Linked DNA regions of Mus musculus: region 1 is linked to region 2. Evidence: chromatin contacts called from public Hi-C data. All regions are on one chromosome and are shown on one strand. Each heading gives the region's core, a stretch centred on a gene start, on an enhancer-like site or on the middle of the called end of the contact. The rest is flanking DNA. Distances are from core to core; before and after follow the strand shown.

Region 1 (5,076 bases), core at 1,398-3,897, 92 kb after region 2:
GTGGGTGTCTCTGCTTTGTGGGTCTGAAGGAGCTACTGTCATCCAAAAGCAGATTTTACCACCAGTGTGCTGGTCTTGGGAGAATCACTCACTTGATGTTTAGAACTGGAATATAAGGGTGTGTCACAACTAGTAGTTCTACTCTGAACATTTCTGTGATGCCAACTGCCTTCTAAACAGAGTCCTGTCAGGAATATCTTAGAAAGTGTGCATAGCTTCAACCTTCTACTCCTGGAGGAAGACTCACGATGTCTTATGTTAGGAAGAAACTCCCAGAGTCAGAGAGGACTGAATTGTGTTGTAAGTGGGTCTGTCTCTGTGCCTGGTTCTAAGCATTGGAGAAAGACACAACAAAATATTCATCTGTCTACCTCCCTCCCGTCTGTCTGTCTCTCTTTGGCTTTGGTAAGTGTATGTGTGAAGAAATATGTTGATGTTAGGTGTCCTCCATTCCGCTCCACCTTATAAACACAGACAGGGACTCTCACATAAACCCAGAGCTTTCCTCTCCACCTTATAAACACAGACAGGGACTCTCACATAAACCCAGAGCTTTCCGCTCTGGTTTTCTCTTCCCTTTCCTAAATTGCAAAATGAATTATACTTCTTTATATGCAGTACAATTAATTACATGAAGCAAAATACTCTGTTAACACTAATGATCAATGTCCCCTGATTTCCACGTGGCATACTGTTGAAATCCTGGTAAATCTCCTACCTGTTAAAACAAATCAATAAAAAGACCCCTACAGGAATCAGACTAACAGTTGTCTCCAAACAGTGGAGTTTTTCTCTTCAGTAGTCAAATCAGCATTAATAACAGTGGGACAAAAGGCAAACCTGAGAGCGATGCTCACTTAGAAGACAAGTTTTCTTCCAAGTGTAAAGACTGACTTTGCACGTCCCAGACCTGACTTAACTGTTCACCGCTGCATACTCAGAATACCATGGAGGTCACATGCTTTTCTGTAGAGCACCGGAACGATCTGAATGGACATGGTCTCTCAGCCTGATTGCTGAGGTGACCCTCCACCTGAAGATGCTTTTGTGAGGCCACCCTCCTTTCGCTCCACAATGGTGTTCTGGTGGGAGTTGGCAGACTCTTGGTTGTAATCTTCACAGTTCCAAAAAGTCTTGGCCAAACCGAAGTGTAACATCGTATCTAAAAAGATATTCTCAGAGTGTGAAGAACTTTCTGTACTTTGTGTGATGCCCACATTGACTCTTGTGGGAAAGAAAACTTCCTGTCTTTGGTGTGTGTCCACATTGACATAACAACCAAACTGGCTATTACTGTGTTTTTCCTGTTCTAGCCAAAACAATGTAGAAATTGTTCAAGTACATTATTGTTTGGTGTCCCTTCAGTGTCATCCTTAGGGCTAGGGAAGTCACTACATGCCAGGTCATTCAATCGATTAGTCTCTACTTTTGTGATAGTCAAATAACCAGCGTGGAAGAAAATTGATACAACTTGCAGTGGCTAGGTCCTTTGTACCTCTTTCAGAATCAGGAGTGATAAAAGCATAGTTACATTGGCAGAGAAGGGACATTACCTTGACTTAAATCACTCTGCTCCTGTTCCTCTGGACGGATGTCAGGGCAGTGACTGAGCCAGCCTGACATAGGCAGGCCTGTAGGTGTGGGGCTCTTGATCATCGTCGTGCAGGGCAAGACCCAGGTGCAGGCCCTCCCTGCCGGGCTTCACTCTGACTCGTTCTCCAGCTTGCCGCCTTCTCATGAAGCAACTTGGTTCTAACCAGAATGGCTCCTCCAATGCAACTGCTAATGCACTGGTGTCCTTGCAGGGGCTCCTGGGGCCCTGCCTGGATGACCTGGGGACAGCAGCAGACTGGCCTCGGTGAGACCCATGCCCCTCCACATGGCTTCAGAGCCCAAGGCCACCTTGCTACCCTTGAGACTTGGACACTACCCAGGGTGTTGGAGACTTCACCTCCTTATCTTTTAAAAGAAATGGGAACCATCTTTCGAGTGAATAGTACCATAGATTCATTATAATTTCAATCGCAGATGACAACAGCTGTCTGAAAATATTAAATGGGAAACTGCAGAACTAGCCTTCAAACGAAGCACTGTTGTGAGTCGTTTTGGACATGGATCCTCACTGTACATACACTCCATTCACCAGTTAGTTTGTGTTGCTCTTGGTTTCTGCTCCACTGTGGCTAGACTGCCCCAGTGTGTTCAAGTACCTTCTGCCCTGTTTAGTTTTATATTACCTTGACACAAGCTAGAGTCATCTGAAAGGAGGGACCCTCAGTGGAGAAAATGCCCCTATAGGACCCAGCTGTAACACATTTTCTTAATGAGTGACTAATGTGGGAGGACACGGCCCGTTGTGGGTGGTGCCATCCCTGGGTTGGTGGTCCTGAGTGCTATAAGAAAGCAGGATGAACAAGCCAGTAAGCAGCACCCCTCCATGGCCTCTGCATCGGCTCTGCCTCCAGGTTCCCGCCCTGTTTAGAGTTCTGTCCTACTACTTTTAGTGATGAACAGTGATGTGGAAGTGTAAGCCAGATAAACCCTTCCCTACCCAGCTTGCTTTTGGTCATGTTGTCTCTTCACAGCAAGAGTGATCCTAAGTAAGGTAGGGCCTAAAGCTCCAGTGTAGCGGTGGTGATGACTCAGATAAACTGAAGGGATGGTGGAAGTTGCTTCCTTAAGGTGAAAAGCTGAAAGTTGTTAAAATGTGCATGCTGACTGTTCACTTCATCCTGTGCCTAATTTATAAATTAACTCTCTCATATGTGTAGGAAAGCACGTGTGCGTAAGATTTGGGTTTGGTACTGTCTACTTTGGGGGCCTTGGAATGTATCGTGTCTCCCCATGGATAAGGAGAGACTGCTATTCAGTAGTATGAAATATTGTACACAATTTCCACAATGTCCACAATTTCCTCATCTTCCAAAATTGAAACTGTATTAAGCAACACCTTCTTCCTCTCCTACCCTTCTTGCCTCCCTCCCTCAGATAACTGCTCTTCTGCTTCTTGTTGTGTGAGTTTGGTTATTTAGATACTTCATGTACGTGGATTCATCAAAAATAGTTTGATTTTAATATTGTCTTATTTCACTTAGAATGTTCTCAAGGCTCACGAATGCTGTGTATGACAGAATTCCTTTGCTTTTTGATGCGGAGTACCCTTTCACTGTGTGAATATACATGTCATTATTCGTCTGTTGATAGACGTTTGGATTGTTTGTACCCATATGTAAATAATGCTGCTATGCACACGTTGTGGAAAACCTCCTTTTTCAGTTCTTTTGAGTGTATAAATACGAGTAGGATTGCTAGATGATATGCAGTTCCATTTTTAATGTCCTAAAACCATCATTTTGTATAGGTGTGCATGTACATGATGCTTGAGTGGGGGTGCACATGTGGAAGTCAGAGGACAGCATCTTTTATGGGTTCCAGAGACTGAACTCAAGTCACTACGCTCGCATGGCAAGCACATTTTCCTCCTGAGCCATCTTGTCCCATTTTTAACTCTGAGAAATTGTTATAGTATTGTCATAGGGGCTATCGCATTTGCTCTTTCCACCAGCCATGTCCACCATCTGGCCATGTTGTCGGGGCTGCCCTCAGATCCCGGATTCTCCTTTTACCTCTCAGACATTGAGAACAGATTTTTGTTTTTGGTTTTGGTTTTTGAGTAGCCATTGTTTGGGTCAGATGACTTTGAGTGTGGTTTACTATGTATTTCTGTCCCTCCAACTTTTGCGAGGCAGTCAGTGATGTACCTGTCATTCTGTTACCCTTAACTACACACTACTGGGTTGTGCTTGCACTGCTTTGAGGTCCTGGATATTACTGTACAATAAACAGATATCGGGAATCATAAAACCAAGTAATTAACACAGCAGGGAAGGAGCCCCCCCCCCCGCCCCCCCAGCTTGTCTTCTTTAACTTTATCCCCATACAGTTTTGTACTGAGAATCAGAAGGTTGTTAAGACCCACTGTCTAGGGCTGGAGAGATGGCTCTGCCATCCCATAATCAGCCTCCAAACGCTGACACCATTGCATACACTAGCAAGATTTTGCTGAAAGGACCCTGATATAGCTGTCTCTTGTGAGACTATGCTGGGGCCTAGCAAACACAGAAGTGGATGCTCACAGTCAGCTATTGGATGGATCACAGGGCCCCCATGGAGGAGCTAGAGAAAGTACCCAAGGAGCTAAAGGGATCTGCAACCCTATAGGTGGAACAACAATATGAACTAACCAGTACCCCGGAGCTTGTGTCTCTAGCTGCATATATATCAGAAGATAGCCTAGTCGGCCATCAGTGGAAAGAGAGGCCCATTGGTCGTGCAAACTTTATATGCCTCAGTACAGGGGAATGCAGGGCCAAGAAATGGGAGTGGGTGGGTAGGGGAGTAGGGGGAGTGTATGGGGGACTTTTGGGATAGCATTGGAAATGTAAATGAAGAAAATACCTTAAAAAAAAAAACTAAAAAAAAAAAAAAAAGAAAAAAAGAAAAAACCCAAGGAAAACCCACAAAAAAAAAATAAAATAAAATAAAACAAATAAAAGCACTGTCTGCTCTTCCAGAGGTGCTGAGTTCAAATCCCAGGAACCACATGGTGGCTCACAACCATCTGTAATGGGGTCCGATGCCCCCTTCTGGTGTGTCTGAAGACAGTACAGTGTACATACCTATATTAAATAAATAAATAAATATTTTTTAAAAAGGAAGATTCACTGTCTGAGCTGTGTGCAGAGCTGTGATGTGCACAGACTGCTTAGAGCCTTGATGGTGCACAGGCCTTTATCTTGTGCAGTCAGAGCTGTGACCTTTATGGTTATTTAATGAGGACCTTGTTTGTCCACCAGTAGGTGCCAGCTGCTCTGTCACCTTTTCATCTCTGCTGTCCACTGCATGTCATTTCTTAAAGTCAGTTTTCTGTGCAAGCTGTTTAAACGTGTAGACCAACTCCTACGTGAATAACAGGGTAGACTGAGCTTCACCACCTAGGAACAATGGCTGTGCTCAGTTTCAGTTACACCAGTGACTTTGCCGTTAACTTAGGAAACACAAGAAAATGTTGTAATT
Region 2 (4,439 bases), core at 103-2,602:
CTATAGGTTGACTGGGAAAAACAATTTTACAATAAGGGTCTAGGGGAGTGATCCAGTGCCAGAAAAGTCACAGATAGCGCAAAGGTCACTAGGTCAGAAACCATGTCCATTTCTAGCCTTCTGGGCAGATAACAGGCACTACACTCCTTCTTTTGGAGGAACAACCCTGCGTGCTTAACATCCTGGGTTTCTCTGGTGTTTAAAAGACAGCCATACTTCCTATCTCACCCCCTTTTGAGTTTTTAAAGAGAATTTTGTGGCTGTAATAGCATAAGCCAAGCTTGACTGCATAGCCTGCAGAATTGGTCTAACAAAGCCATAGGACTAGCCAGCAGAGGACCAAGAAAAGGGAGAGCCACCTTAATCGAGATGGCCTTCAAAGGTCACTTGAGAGATTGTGTCTTTCTCTTTATGCAGATCATCAATGTGAATATGAGCAGTATCTTGACACATTAAAACAACACATTCCAGAAAGGAAAGTATTTGGATTCTGTACAATCTGAGAATTAGCCTATAATATAGTCAATAAACATAGCATCATCATTTTGGGGGTCAGTAGCATTGGGTCCTTGTCTCTCCAAGGTCTCAGCTTGATGAATTAAAGTCTCGATGCCTCCCCCAAGTCATCAACTTCTTCTTCCTCTTGGGATGCCTCCTCTTGGTGTGCTTGTTATCTTTCTTCAGATGCTTCATGTGTCCAGTGTCTCTGGGATGCTGTCTTAGTCATGGGAGCAGACATCATCTGGGACTTCTTTCATTTTCTGAAAAGACTCGAGCGTAACCCTGCCCTGATGGTAGAGGAACTTGGGGCCCTTTCCACTGATTGGTTCCTAGATATTTCATTTAACATATACTGTGTCCATGTCTGTGCCTCCACTTTTGGGTAGTGGAGAAAGCATTATCCTTTAAAGTAAAAAAAAAATTTTTTTAAAAACCATGGCTTAAATTTTAAATGCCCATAGCACTAGGCATTTAAGGTGAAGATATAGTCCCCAATTTTATTTTTAAAATTTGTTGTTTAAGTAGTTAACGCTGTCATTCCACAATAGCTTTGACACTGTGAGTTGAAAGGGGTTCCGGCAACATGATTAATATTTTATACATTGTAAAAGTTGTTTGCTAATATAAGCAGGAGCGTTACCAGTTTTTAGTTGCAATGGATGTCCAGGAAAGGGAAAGGTATATAATAAATAATGACAGCATCCGAGATCGTTCTGCAGACAGAAGCAACAATCGTATTCTTTCCAAGTATCAACTGTTACAGGAGCATAATGTCAAAATTCAGAGATTTGAGTAGTATCTGTTTGCCCCAGTGGCATTAGAGTTTAACGCGCAAGGATTAGTTCCTCCAGCAGGGGGCAGTGGTGGTCAAGGAACACAGAGGGCAGGCACGCTTGTTCATGAGGTAGAGAACTACACTTGTAATAATTTTGCATTTTGATGAAGAAATTCATGAGTCTTTTAAGCAGCCTGAAATGAAAGTATTAGAGGTGAGGAGGAGGCCAGGGCATCTGCTTGAGCACTAGCGAATGTTACCAGGTCTGGCATATGAGAATGCATGTGAATGTGAGTTATGAAAAAATGCTGACTCCAAACACTGACACCATTGCATACACTAGCAAGATTGTGATGATAGGACCCTGATATAGCTGTCTCTAGTGAGACTATGCCAGGGCCTAGCAAACACAGAAATGGATGCTCACAGTCAGCTATTGGATGGATCACAGGGCCCCCAATGGAGGAGCTAGAGAAAATACCCAAGGAACTAAAGGGGTCTGCAACCCTATAGGTGGAACAACATTATGAACTTAACCAGTACCCGGAGCTCTTGACTCTAGCTGCATATGTATCAAAAGATGGCCTAGTCGGCCATCACTGGAAAGAGAGGCCCATTGGACTTGCAAACTTTATATGCCCCAGTACAGGGGAACGCCAGGGCCAAAAAGTGGGAGTGGGTGGGTAGGGGAGTGCGGGGGAGGGTATGGGAGACTTTTGGGATAGCATTGGAAATGTAAATGAGGAAAATACCTAATAAAAAAAAAAAAGAAAGAAAGAAAGAAGAAGAAAAAGAAAAGAAAAGAAAAAATGCTGAGGTGGTTGTTGTATAGGCGCCCATAGGGACAGAACTAACTGTGCACTAGCATTGGTGGTGGGATTAAGTTTAAGTCTTGAAGTGCTAGGATTTAAGACGTGCACCACTACTGCCTGGCTTAGTCTTACAGTTTCTAAAACAGAAACAATTTGAGCACCAATGGAGAGTGTGCTAAAATATCCAATGCAGAGAAACATCAAATAAAAGTTGGTTGGCTGCAGCAAGTTCAGACTGTTGAGCTGCACAACCAGGGCTGGGTGTATGCGGAGGGTGTGGAACTTGTATATAAGACATAAGCTCCCGTGCTTTTGAAGAGCCATTTTTAACAGTGATCTCTATAGGATCTCTAGATGTAATTTTAAGGAACACCCATGGGGTATCTTAAACAATTCTTAAAGGGATCTTTAGGATAACTAATACTTATAGATCCCAAGTAACATGTGATTGCTACCTGCCAATTGTGATCATCGTGGAACAAAATAATCAGCCAGAATTCTATTTAATGGCACAGTGATTTCTGTAGGCTCTCTACTAACAAGTGGCACAAGTTGCTGTGATGGCTCATATATGCTTGGCCCAGGGAGTGCCACTATTAGGAGGTGTGACCTTGTTGGAGTAGATGTGTCACTGTGGACATGGGCTTTAAGAACACATCCAATTGACATGGCCCAAAATCTTTTCTAAGTATTTGAGGGTACATTGCTTCGGAAAATTTAGACTGAGAGGGGATAATGGCAAATTTGTTGTTGAGTGAGAATATATTTTAAATAATTATATGGTGACCACTTTGTATCTTATCTGGAGTTAAGTTTAAATTTTCTTCTTCTTCTTCTTCTCCTTCTTCTTCTTCTTCTTCTTCTTCTTCTTCTTCTTCTTCTTCTTCTTCTTCTTCTCCTCTTTCTTCTTCCTCCTCCCCCTCCCCCTCCTCCTCCTCCTCCTCTTCCTTCTTCTTCTTCTTTTTCAAGACAAGTTTTCTCTGTATAGCCCTGGCTGTCCTGGAACTCACTCTGTAAACCAGGCTGGCCTCGAACTCAGAAATCTGCCTGCCTCTGCCTCCCAAGTGCTGGGATTAAAGGTGTATGCCACCCTTGCCCAGTCTTCTTTTTTTAAAGATTTATTTATTTTATGTATAGAAGTATACTGTTGCTCTCTTCAGACAGACCAGAAGAGGGAATTGGAACCCATTACGAGTGGTTGTGAACTACCATGTGGTTGCTGGGAATTAAACTCAGGACCTTTGGAAGAGCAGTTAGTGCTCTTAACCATTAAGCCATCTCTCCAGCCCCTACATTTTCTTCTTTTAGTTCATTTACCATGAAAGTTAAGCATCCATTTAAGTATTGATTAGGAAAGCATGAGCAGAGAATACATTCATACAATGAGTGACCAATGCCTGAAGGGCTTTAGGCTGCGCCAGCTTAAGTGCCTACATACATAATATTGTCACACAGTGGGGCAATGTTTTCATTAAGTGCCTACATACGTAATATTGTCACATAGTTTGACAATGTGTTCATCGCTTGTGGCAAAATGTTCCACTGATACTAAATAGTGGAGTGTCCTTGAGGAACCACAGTAGGCATGGGGAGCCCCAGCTGCAGAGCCTCCATTTGTTTTCACAGGAACATTTATGCCCCTGAAATCATACAGCAGCTGAAATTTATTTTTTGTCTTTTTATTTACAAAACTATAATGTAATTAATTACCAAAATAGGGGAATTCCAAGGTCTCACTGAAGGTTCTATATGTCCAGGTTGCAATTGTTCCTCTAATAGAATTGGGTCTATCTTAATTTTTCTCTATGAAGGGGCCACTGATCAATCCATACTGGATCAATTTTCCCTTTGATCCTGGGGTTAGGTTTGCTCTATTGGGAGTTTAAAAGCTTATCATCCCTGTCAAATTTGGATTCATATTCCTTAGCTCTATGTTTTCCCTTATTACATCATAGGCAAAGGCAAACAATCTTGGGTGGGGCTGGGGGTTGGGGGGGATGGGAGTGCTGGGGGCAGCCTCAGGGCAGCTTTGCGAGCCACCTGGCCCCTTGGAACAACTCACCCTGCCAAGGTGTGTCCAGAGGATCCCGATGGTCCTTCTAAAGAGCATTCAAGCAATATATAACTGCAGTCCAGACTGCAAAACAACAGACAGGGCTTCTCACCCTCCTTCTCATGGGGTCTTTTCACATTCGTGTCTATGTGACTCCAACTGTGGATAGCAATGGTTCCTTGTTCAGGAAACCCAGGATGGAATTTTACACTCACTTATACAAAGTTGCAGAACTGGTTTTTCATTTGTTTGTTTGTTGTTTTGTTTTGTTTTGTTTTTAAATATTTGCTCCCCTGGG

Evidence for each region. A called contact is a pair of places that touch in the nucleus more often than the background predicts.
Region 1: a Hi-C map of bone marrow-derived macrophages shows a contact between it and region 2, with 41 read pairs. The contact joins two enhancer-like sites. A contact is called at or near these places in 3 of 39 promoter capture datasets (HPC-7-derived erythroid cells, liver and second pharyngeal arch cranial neural crest), 1 of 15 datasets of contacts at CTCF or cohesin (the NIH/3T3 cell line), 3 of 484 Hi-C or Micro-C datasets (bone marrow-derived macrophages, colorectal tumor organoids and embryonic fibroblasts) and 10 of 115 datasets of contacts at active chromatin or transcription factors (CD8 T cells, T-cell acute lymphoblastic leukemia, bone marrow-derived macrophages and 6 more).

Annotation. Positions count from the first base shown.
Region 1 is chr12:81,886,229-81,891,304 of GRCm38.p6, forward strand. The region is part of intron 1 of Pcnx (pecanex homolog); the gene reads left to right. Among named protein-coding and RNA genes, the nearest start is that of Pcnx, 29 kb to the left of the region's middle. Within about 2 kb of position 2,648, at least 18 of the 459 cell types and tissues checked have an H3K27ac peak or open chromatin away from gene starts, as enhancers often do. A contact at or near this core is called in bone marrow-derived macrophages, where this site is marked.
Region 2 is chr12:81,795,384-81,799,822 of GRCm38.p6, forward strand. It overlaps Gm30706 (a long non-coding RNA gene), which reads right to left. Exons shown (of 7, transcript XR_001780652.1): 5 at 4,151-4,225. Among named protein-coding and RNA genes, the nearest start is that of Gm46366, 6.5 kb to the left of the region's middle. Within about 2 kb of position 1,353, at least 2 of the 459 cell types and tissues checked have an H3K27ac peak or open chromatin away from gene starts, as enhancers often do. A contact at or near this core is called in bone marrow-derived macrophages, where this site is marked.